Linked DNA regions of Callithrix jacchus: region 1 is linked to region 2. The links are chromatin contacts, called in public Hi-C maps. All regions are on one chromosome and are shown on one strand. Each heading gives the region's core, a stretch centred on a gene start, on an enhancer-like site or on the middle of the called end of the contact. The rest is flanking DNA. Distances are from core to core; before and after follow the strand shown. Region 1 has its middle 45 kb from the start of CAST. Region 2 overlaps CAST (calpastatin).

Region 1 (5,655 bases), core at 2,079-4,578, 66 kb after region 2:
GACCCCTGGGCTCTATCCAGCTATGCAAATGCTATTCTTTCCAGCTGAAATAATCTCCAAATCCCCCTCCCTCCTTAAGACACAAGATAGAACTGCTTAAACAATTAGAATAACCTCTACATGTTTCCAGTAAAAATCCTTTTTCCTAAGAGTTTTGAAAACGCCATTATTGATACCTACCTAAAGATTAAAAGGTGCAAACTTCAGATGAATAATGTCCAAGCTCTGTCCCTTTCTTTCTTAGCTTGTCCCTTAGCAAATGATGCCGATGACATTTCGTAGGTGTTTTCCAATTTGAATATACCCAAATAATCACTATCTATTTCAGGTTCCCAACCTGAGGTTTCTAGATAGGACTCTGTGGGATAAATGAACCCTACCTAAACTTATGAATGTGTGTGCTCTTTCATAGGGCAAGTACCTGTAGCTTTCACTACATTCTCAGAGCAGTCAGTGAACTAGAGATACTTGAGAATCACTGGTGTAGAATGAACAAAAAATCAGCTTGGAGTTTTGTTTTTTTTTTTAAATAAAAGGTGTCTTTGTTTTGTAAAGTGATTCACAGTAGCAACCTGTCCCAGTGTGTTAGCCTATGATTCAAGCCATGGGCTTGATGCGTCAACGGATTAAGACAGAGACATAAGAAAGGTGTGGCTTTCAAGGCAGCATCAGGGAAGTGTGGCTGAAAACCCGGGGCACCATGCCCTGCCCTGCCATGAGAGAACTGGAGGCTTCAGATGCAGAGAAAAGAGTCCTGGGGTCCAAAGCCCACTGCCAAGAATTTTTGGATAATCTTGGCCAGTGGCTTATCTCTAGATGCTTGGTTCCTTATTTCTGGTGTGTGTGTATATATGTATGTACAGCTTAGCGTCTAAGAGCCCACACACTGGACCCCAGACCTCAGTTTTAAGTTCATACCCCAGCTCCATATCCTGTAGCCACATGATTTTGGAAAAGTAGCCTGACCCCCTAAGCTGCTGTTCTCTTCTCTGTAAAGTGAAGGTGGTACCAGTACCTACCTCAGAGAATCTTAGCGAGGATGAAATGTGATGATACATGCAAGTCGATTAGCAACACAGTTTGTGCTGCATCAATATGACAGGTACCAAAGTGAACGGTTGTCATACCTGAGGCTGAAATTCCTGACCTCTAGAGGCTTCCTGTCAGGAGGAATCTAACTGGTTGCTTTCTGTGTCTGACTCTTCAGTAGGACCTCACAGGCTAGAGAAGGTTACAGGAGGGGCTCTCTCATAATGCTGCCTTACAGAGCATCACTTCCAGGCTTAGATGAACATCTTCTAGAGGTTCAGATGAAGATTTAACACTTCGGTCCTGAGATGTGAACTGTGATGGTTGATACTGAGTGTAAACTTGATTGGATTGAAAGATGCAAAGTATTGATCTGGGTGTATCTGTGAAGGTGTTGCCAAAAGAGATTAATGTTTGAATCAGTGGGCTGGGAAAGGCAGATCTACCCTTAATCTGGGTGAGCTCCATCTAATCAGCTGCCAGTGTGGCCCGAATATAAAGCAGGCAGAAAAACGTGGAAAGACTAGACTGGCCTAGTCTCCCAGCCTACATCTTTCCTCCGTGCTGGATGCTTAATGCCCTGAAACATTGGCCTCCCAGTTTTTCAGTTTTGGGACTCGAACTGGCTTCCCTGCTCCTCAGCTTGCAGAGAGCCTATTGTGGGACCTTGTGATCGTGTTAATACTCCTTAATAAACTGTAATATATATTTATCCTGTTAGTTCTGCCCCTCAAGAGAACCCTAATACAAAAACATTTACACTCACGTTAGTGTGAGTCACTGAATCTCAGTGGCATGGACCTGTTCTCTGCCCCACTCTTTCCCAGCAAATGCTTGAAGCAGGAACCATTACAAAAGGACTTCTGCTAATCTCCTGATTTTCTACTCATTACCACACTCCTCTACTTGGTCGCTCTTAGGTTCCCTGACCTCTGTCTGGGGTCTGGAGTGGTGGAGCAGGTTAAATACTCTTTCACTGTGAGTCCCAGCCAAGGGAAGCCCACACAACCCTTGTCTGTTTCATTCTCCCTGTTGCCATTGGCACATTAACAAAGCAATCTGATAGACTGAACTATGTTAGCACACTCTGGGAGACAGCCCTGTGCAGCACAGACAGTGCTGCTGAGTCAACGGCAGATAAGGGGAGAGGAGGACCTACCCAGGGACTGCCAAATGCCATCCCGTACAGATGCTCTTTGACTTTCAATGGGGTTATGTTTTTATAAACTTACTGGAAATTGAAAATATTGTAAGTCAAAAATGTACCTAATACATGAAGCTACTGAACAACATAGTTTAGCCTAGCCTACCTTAAATATGCTCAGACAATTACATTCCGCTATGGCTGGGCAGATCACCTAACACAAAGCCTGTTTTATAATAAAGTGCTGAATATCTTATGTAATTTATTGAATATTGTACTGAAATTGAAAAACAGAATTGTCGTATGGGTACTCCAAGTACAGCTTCTACTGAATGCATATCACTGCTTCTGCACCGTCGTAAAGTTCAAATATCGTAAGTCGAACTATTGAAAGTTGGGGGCTGCCTATACTTTAGCCTACTCACGGCTCACTGAAGGCAATGCTGAGGCTCCCCAGTGCCCAAGTTATTTCCTTTGAGTAACTAAAAGGCAAGAGAATATAACTAACTTATTAGCCTTCTTAGTGAGGGGTGCTTCACTTTACCAAGCTTAGTGTGGGAGCAGTAAGAGATGATGGATTCATTTTCACAATTCAAAAATAATATATGTATATCTTTATAATTTGTATTTGAATAAAATGTGTATTTAAATTATGTATGTAAATATATGTAATTATATATATGTAATATATTGTGTATATATATTCAGTTTCAAAAAAGCACTGAGGAAGAGGGGTAATCTGGCACCCCTGGACACAGGCTGGGCCTAGGCTTTGGATAAAGGTGGGGACCCTGGCATTATTCTTGGATTTCCCCTGAATCTTTGGACTCTTGTTTCAGGTTTATCTGCCTGAATAGTTTCCCGTTCCCCACAGTGAATGAATCATTTCCTCTTCTAATCCCCTGCCAAACATTTCAAATCACTTCTCCTTTTCTTGGTTAAGTGCCTAAATTGAACTCACTATGATGAAAAAGTAACCCATAGAAAAGTTTTCATTCTCATTTATAAGCTTCCTGCCATAAGGTTTTTGGGAGAAGCTCGTGGGCGTGTACCGGCTGGATGCTTTTGCTGAAAATCCCTTGTCAACACTGAGGCGCTGTAGTAGGTAAGATTGCACACAGCAGCAGTAGTGAAGGGCCGTGATTCAGATTCATTTCCCTGCAATAACCTAACAAGTCAGGCATCTGCCAACAGCTAACACTCCACCCAGAGGGAAATGGAATCATTTGAGACATAATGATGAGCTTCTGCTGCCATCTGGTGGAGTTCTCACATTTAATCATGTTCTTCACTGTAGCGTAGAGGTGGTTCTGGAAGGAAGTTCCTTAGACCCGCAGCATTGGTATTATTGATCACTCACTGCTGATGATATGCTACTAGTTACTTTGTACCTTAGATTTCTTAGTTACAAAATAGACATAAATATCTAACTCACAGGGCTGTGAGGATATCCAACCTCACAATGTAGATAAATGAACGACAATTTAAAAAACAAAACAAATCAGTATAAGGCACCCAGTATTAAATCTAACAAAAGATGTGCAATTATTTTTAAAAGTATATAATTTCATCGAAAGACATTTGGGAATACCTAAATATTTGCAGGCTCCACCCCAGACGTATAGGCTTAAGATGTACATTGTAATAGAAGTCCCAGGTTATTTGTATAGAGAATAAAATTTGGGGTGCTGTTCTTGACGTTTTCTCCAGGGAGCTAGGTAGTTAATACTGTTGCTCTTGTTCTGTGTCTTTGAATACCCTTAAGTTGTTTCATTTAAAAATGCTGTCATTGAAGACAGTCATTATAAGACACAGTATGAACTGGAGGTTAAGAACACAGAATTTGGGGTCAGATAGAACTTGTTTTGCATCCCATCCCCATCACTGACTACTGATAATGTGGTGAGTTACTTAATCTTTCTGGACCTTAGTTTCGTTAGCTAGAAAATAAACATGAAAATATCTAACTCATAGGGTTGTGAAGACTTAAATGGAAAAAATAGATAGCATAAATAGTATTACAAAATATAAAGTACCTAGTGTTAAATCTAACAAAGAATGTGCAAATATGAAAAAAAGTATGAAATTTCATTGAAAGACATTTGAGAATACCTAAATGAAAGAAGAGACGAAACCATGTTCAAGGATAGGAAGAAAACTGTCAACCATCTTCCAATCCATCTATTCTAATGCAATTCAAATTATAACCTCAACTGGGTTTTTATTGCTGAACTTGACAAGCTTATTTCAAAATTTGAATGGAAGAAAAGAGCTAAGAATAGCTTAGACAATTCGGAAAGAGAAGAAGATGGGAAGGTCACTCTAACAAATATCTAGACTTACTATAAAACTACAGTAGTTCAGGCAGTGTGCTATTGGCACAGTGATGGATGACTTACCAGTGGAACAGAACAGAGAATTCAGAAAGAGACCCATACATATTTGGAAATTTGATACATGAAGTGGTGGCATTACTAATCAAAAGAAAATGCATGGGCTAACTGATAAACATTAATTAGTTACCCACTGAGAAAAATTTCATATACTGTATATTTATATATGCATATATATGTGTGTGTATGTATGTATGTACATATATGTATTTAGACCTCTTCTTTATATTATACCCAAAGATAAATTGTTACCAAGTTGATAACAGATCTAAAGGTCTAAAGCAGAACTAAAATAATTTTGAAGAAAATGCAGAAGAATTTTTGCATAATCTCAGTGTGAGGAAGAGCGTATTAACAAAAGCCAGTAAACCAAAATTATAAAGTAAAAGATTTTGATACATTTGATCAGATTAAAACTTTATTTCTTTAAACCTGTATTTTCAATATTTGAGGGATACAAGTACATATTTCTCTGTTGTTCTTTTTTGAATTTTAGATTCGGGGGTATGTGTGCAGGTTTGTTATGTGGGTCTGTTGTAAAATGCTGAGGTCTGGGCTTCTGCTGAACCCGTCACCCAGTTAGTGAACATAGTACCCAGGAAGTAGATTTTCAACTCTTGCTCTCTTTCCTCCTTCCTCCTTTCGGAGTCCCCACTGTTACTGTTCCCATCTTATGCCCACATGTATGCAATGTTTAGCTGTCACTTATAATTGAGAATATGTGGTATTTGACTTTCTGTTTCTGTGTCAATCCACTTAGGATAATCTCCTCCTGCTGCATCCATGTTGCTGCAAAGGACATGATTTCATTCCTTTTTAAGGCTCAATAGTATTCCATGGTGTCTAAGTACCTCATATTCTTTATCTAAGCCACCGTTAGTGGGCACCATGACTTTGCTATTGTGACTAATACCTGTGCCGTGAACATACAAGCACAGGTATTGTTTTAGTAGAATTATTTCTTTTTCTTTGGGTAGATACATGGTCATGGGATTGGTGGGCCAAATTGTAGTGCTAGTTTTAGTTCTTTGAGGAAACTCCAAACTGCTCTCTACAGTGACTGAACACATGTCCATTTCCATCAACAGT
Region 2 (5,407 bases), core at 1,724-4,223:
AGCACTTTGGGAGTCCAAGAAGGACAGATTGCCTGAGGTCAGGAGTTTAAGACCAGCCTGGGCAACATGGTGAAACTCTGTCTTTACCAAAAACTAAAAAAAATAAAAATAAAAAAATTAGCTGAGCATGGTGGCACACACCTGTAGTCCCAGCTACTTGGGAGGCTAAGACAGGAGAACCACTTGAACCCAGGAGGCAGAGTTTGCAGTGAGCCAAGATTGCGCCACTGCACTTCAGCCTGTGCAACAAAGTGAGACTCCATCTCAAAAACAAACATACAAAAAGAATAGTAATGCAAAAGTCTTTAATTCTAGCTATTGACATATGTTTCTGCATGTTGCAGGTAGTTGGTTTTAAAACAAAAGCACTACTAAAGTTAATAAACTATCAAATTTCCCTCATTTTTCAATGGGAAAGGTGCTGCAATATATAATCAACCGAAGAATTTGAGCCTCTCCCCATCCCATTGGTAAACATCAATATGAGACTCACCTTTATTGCCAAAAAGTTCTCTTTACTGACCTAATAATAATAATAATAATAAAGTAACACCAATAATAATAATAATAACAATAACAGGAGCTAAGATTTACAGAGCACTTCATCTGTTCCAGGCACTATTCTAGGCACTTCATATGGATGGTCTCATTGATCTTCGCATTGACTTTTATCTAAGAACTATTATTATCCTCATTTTACAGATAAGAAATGTGCCCTTAGTGAGGCAAAGTAACTTGCCTAAAGACACAGTTAGGAATTAGCAGAGCTTGGAATTAAATCCAGGCATTGAACTCTAAACCCTATACTCAGAAAGTATCATGTGCTGCTTCCACAGAAACCACAGATCAATAGCAGGTTAACTGAGTTATGAGTGTGGCTCTTCAAAGCTTTCACAGCAAATGAGAAAGAGGATGCTCTCACTGTGGTCTCAGAATAGTAGAGAGCTTTTGTCCTGAATTTTGTAAATTTTCTAAATTTCTCTCAGAATTCAACCTGAATTTGTATCATAAAATAGATTGTTTTAATGCCTATATAATGCCAGAAGTTTTAATTGCAGCTTTTGAACTTAAATTCATGCAGCACTCACGAAGACCTATCTGACAGGTTCCACATAAGAAATAATTCTAATATCTATGTAAGTAAGTTTTGCCCATAGGAAAGCAAGCAGTGACCAACATTACTTCATGATGCATTACAGAGGAAGACAAATATACCAGGACTACACAGAGAAATCCCCAAAAGAGGCGATTTGAATGCCCTGTGATGATTAATCATCTCCTACTCATAATCCTCTCACTCCTCTGTTAAAACTCATGAAGGGCTGAACTGATACACAGAACAGAGTTTAAAGTGAAAAGCCATTTCACAGGTTGCACCTGAAGAAAACGAGAATAGAGGAGCTTGATCCAAAAAGCTGAACACCGTCATTATGGGCCAATTCCAAGAATTCCTGGTATTAAATTTTCTCTCTAGAAGTTTCTATTTTTTCATTTTCTCATAGAAGACAGCAGAACTGTACCAAACACCAAAGGAAGCCCCTGAAATGCCAAAATCTAGGCAGGAACTCCAACCCAATCAAAGCCAGTGGAACTAGATTGAAAAGCACAATTGGGGAACCACTTGTGTCATGCATCTGAAACAGAGCAAGCTAACGTCCCTGAAAGACACCCTCTCTCCTAAATGCTCAGACTCCATGCAGAAATGTACCCATCTAGAAAAATCTAGCAGTCACACTTCTTTGGTAGGAGTTCTCCTCATGAGGCAACCTATCTTTATTCTCCATTAGTGCCTCTCTTTCTAACCCAAGTCAAAGATTCCAAATCCTGGAAACCAACTAGGCAGAAAGCTGGTGGGTTGAGTGGAGTGGGGCAGGGCGCGGGAGGATGGGTTGTATGCAGGGTGTGTCAGTTGCATGCTGCACCTGGAGGTGCGTACAAAGTTGCCTTCTTGGGGGTGGAGGTAAAGAGTCCCATTAGCAGTCCATGCTAAAGAAAGGAGTTCTTCCCTGCATCTCATTTCATACAGCAGATGTTCTGTAATGAATGAAAGTCTACTAGGTAGTGGGAATTTTTATCAGGATTGTGCATATTCACCTGCCCAACAGCTGTAGCTCTGAGGAGATTTAGCTAGCTTGGACATGGAGAGAAGGGCTAAGGACAGTGTGCTCATCACAGCTGACAAGCTCTAGAAGTAGGTCAAGCTCTCCTTAAAAACGAGTGACTAGAAAGAAATTTTGCCTCTCAAAACCAACACAGAAAGGAAGAGGGTGCCAACATCTTGAAGACTGAAAAAAATCTCATAAAATGATACACAATAAGAAGAAAATTCAGACAAAAGTGTGCATCTTTGATAGGAAACAAGATGTTATTACTTCATGAAATGGAGTAGAGAGCTACAGAATTTTAACTGGGTGACAGGAGCAGGGTTGTGGGGGTGTCCCAAAGATGCTCACTGTTCCCCAGTTGGATGTGTTTTCCCAGGTCCTTGGGCCTCACTCACCCAAGAATGGGGGGAGGTGGTGCGGTGAGCTTGTTCAAGTAAGTATCTGACACAGAGAGTTTGCTGAAAGCTATTTATTAGGCAGAGAGAGAGAGAAAGAGAGAGAGAAAGAGAGAGAGAGAAGAAATAGAGAGAGAGAGAAGAAATAGAGAGAGAGAGCTCCCATGCTGTCATGGGAGGGGATCCAGAGAGGGAAATCCATATAGGTAAGGGAGTAGGGGGAATTTAACCCTGGAGTTACTCCCACCCCATTCAAGTTCTTGTCCAGTAAGAGGAGTTCTTCCAAACTTCCTCTGGAGTCATTAATCTTTGACTCTGATATTGGATTGGTTGCCTGGCCCACAATCAATGCCTCCTCCCTCAGAGCTTTCGGCAGGCTTTCTAAACAAAGGAAGCTCACCTAGACTTTCTACCCATCTCTCATGCAGGAAAGTTAGACAAAGAACTTCAAGTTCCCAGATGGGGAGGTGGATGGAGGTATGGCTCTGGGAAACCATGCCCCTTGTGGACTGGAAAGAGAAGTTAACACAGTCCCTTAGACTGAAATGGAAAGATAATGGAGTGAGACAAAGAGATAAGAGAGGATATGAGGCGGGCACAGAGAAACCAAAACCGAAACCAAAATTTAAACCTGTATTAGAAGTTTCAAAGAGCAGAATTTAGAAATAAAATATATAGAGGGGGGCAAACTTCAGAAACTCTCCTAGAGTGCAAGGGTAAATGTCAGCAAAAGAAAATGGTGAGGCAGATGATTAGTGAATGTCTAATGTCAGAATTACAGTAGTCCCTCTTATTTGCAGGGGATATATTCTAAGATTCTCCCATGGACACCTGAAACTGCGAATAGTACTGAACCCTGTATTCACTATGGTTTTTCCTATACATACATACCTATAATAAAGTTTAATTTCTAAAATAGGCACCATAAGAGACTAACAACAACAATAATAAAATATAACAATTATAGCAATATACTATAATAAAAGTTATGTGGATGGGGTCTCTCTCTCTCTAAATATCTCATTGTATTGTACCATGGGTAACTGAAATCATGAAAAGTGGAACAGCTGATAAGGAGGAACTATTGCATGTATATGTTTAAGAAGAAACAAGGGAAACTAAAATAAGAGTAATAATGAAGAAATAACTAAACAGATATTCCAAGACAAATTAATAAAGAAAAACACATTAATATATAGGGACACCCTGGCAGTATTTTTAAATTGTAAGAACAAAAGAAAAATAAAATCTTGCACCAAGGCTAGAAAAATAAGCTTCCTAAAAAGTAAGCCAATTAGGCTGCCTCAGACATCTCTGTAGCACAAAAAGCCAGAAAATCGTGAAGCAATAGATATAGAATTTTGATGAAACAAAACTGTGACCCGAGAATGTTGCACAATTTTGTATTGATTGACTTTCTTGTCTGTCACCAAAGAGAAAACATTCTTACATTCACACATACTCAGAAAATCATCACTGTGCTCTCTCCCTGAAAAAAATCTTAGAAAATACTCTAATCAATGAAACAAAAATTTCAAATGAAAAAAATGGGGAAACCACAGTTTGAAAGATCTTGTAACTTCCTGAAGTCAGTTTAGCCTCCCAAGTCGGACACCCAGCACGGGCCTGTGCTGGCCACTTGGGGCTGGATCTCCCGGTGAGCCAGGGGTGACTGCCTCAGTGCAGCTTTTCAGCTTGGCCTTTCTTGGCACTGAGACATGAGCTTGTGCAGCCACAATCAACTCCCCACAATTAATAAGGACTCTTTGCCATGACACATAAAACAATGTTAAAATAATGTTTGCTACAGTACTCTTCTAGAACTTGCTAATGACAGCTAAATCACTTATGGGAACACTGTCACAAATTACTTCCTGAGTAAGAAGTAAATTTCTCTCCCTTTCAAAAACAGAGCACAAAATAATGACAGATTAAATGCCATATTGGATGCCAATATATTTGAATAATGATTTTCTATATGCTTAAATGCCGTACACACTGATGGGTCTTTTTTTAATTGAAAAAGATTTATCTATCACAAAGCACATTATCATTTTCAGACTAGGCCCTATTCATGATGCTCCTTTGCGATCTCTGCTTAAAAATCAAGATATGCAGCATTTAACTAAAGGCAACATGCACACACAGAAAAAAGATGCAGGAAAATACACCAAGATGTATATAGTGTCCATCTCTTTGGGTGCTAGAATCCTAGATGAGGGTGTTTATTTTCTTTGAATTCCCTGGTACTTTCTAAATTTTTTTCGATGATTATAGTTTAGCTGCACAATCATTAAAAAGTACAAAATTGACATATATAATAATTATAAATACATGACATTATCACATTAATTTGAGAATATACACACAATCTTATAGCAGTAGTTACAACTAAGCAGTAAGACTCAGGGTAATACTGTTTTTCACAAGTATGTATTACTTTTGTGATGAAAAAAAGTCTAACTTCATTCAAAAAAAAGTTTAAAACAGTTTCAGTCATTCAACACTTACTTCATACATTTTAGAAAGAGGAAAGGTAAATAGTGATGAAAAGAATGCTACCAATGCTATTATAGTAAGGAAAATGTTACAAATATCTTTTCCTTTAAGGCATAATTTCCATTCTCTTTTATTTATATCTTCTTTTCTTTACTCATAAAAATACACCCATTGTTAAATTTGAAGCTTTTAAAATAGGCTCTCTGAGATCATGCCCATTTTATAATTTAAATTCCATTCCCAGGACTTCACTGAAATTTGTTGCTAAAAGATTCACACTCCCACAGTGTGGCCAGATGTGTCAGTTACATCCTTTAAATAGATTTGATTGCAGGTTTGGAAAGACTTATTTGTTTTACTGTATTTAAAGTTTCTGATGTTAAGTGTTTTCATTTTCCTCCATTCTAG

What was found. A called contact is a pair of places that touch in the nucleus more often than the background predicts.
Region 1: a Hi-C map of induced pluripotent stem cells shows a contact between it and region 2, with 3 times the contacts expected there. The contact joins two enhancer-like sites. A contact is called at or near these places in 3 of 3 Hi-C or Micro-C datasets (induced pluripotent stem cells and skeletal muscle).

What each region holds. Positions count from the first base shown.
Region 1 is chr2:113,996,078-114,001,732 of calJac240_pri, forward strand. No RefSeq gene overlaps it. Among named protein-coding and RNA genes, the nearest start is that of CAST, 45 kb to the left of the region's middle. Within about 2 kb of position 3,329, at least 3 of the 16 cell types and tissues checked have an H3K27ac peak or open chromatin away from gene starts, as enhancers often do.
Region 2 is chr2:113,930,873-113,936,279 of calJac240_pri, forward strand. All of the region lies in intron 2 of CAST (calpastatin), which reads right to left. Among named protein-coding and RNA genes, the nearest start is that of CAST, 20 kb to the right of the region's middle. Within about 2 kb of position 2,974, at least 3 of the 16 cell types and tissues checked have an H3K27ac peak or open chromatin away from gene starts, as enhancers often do.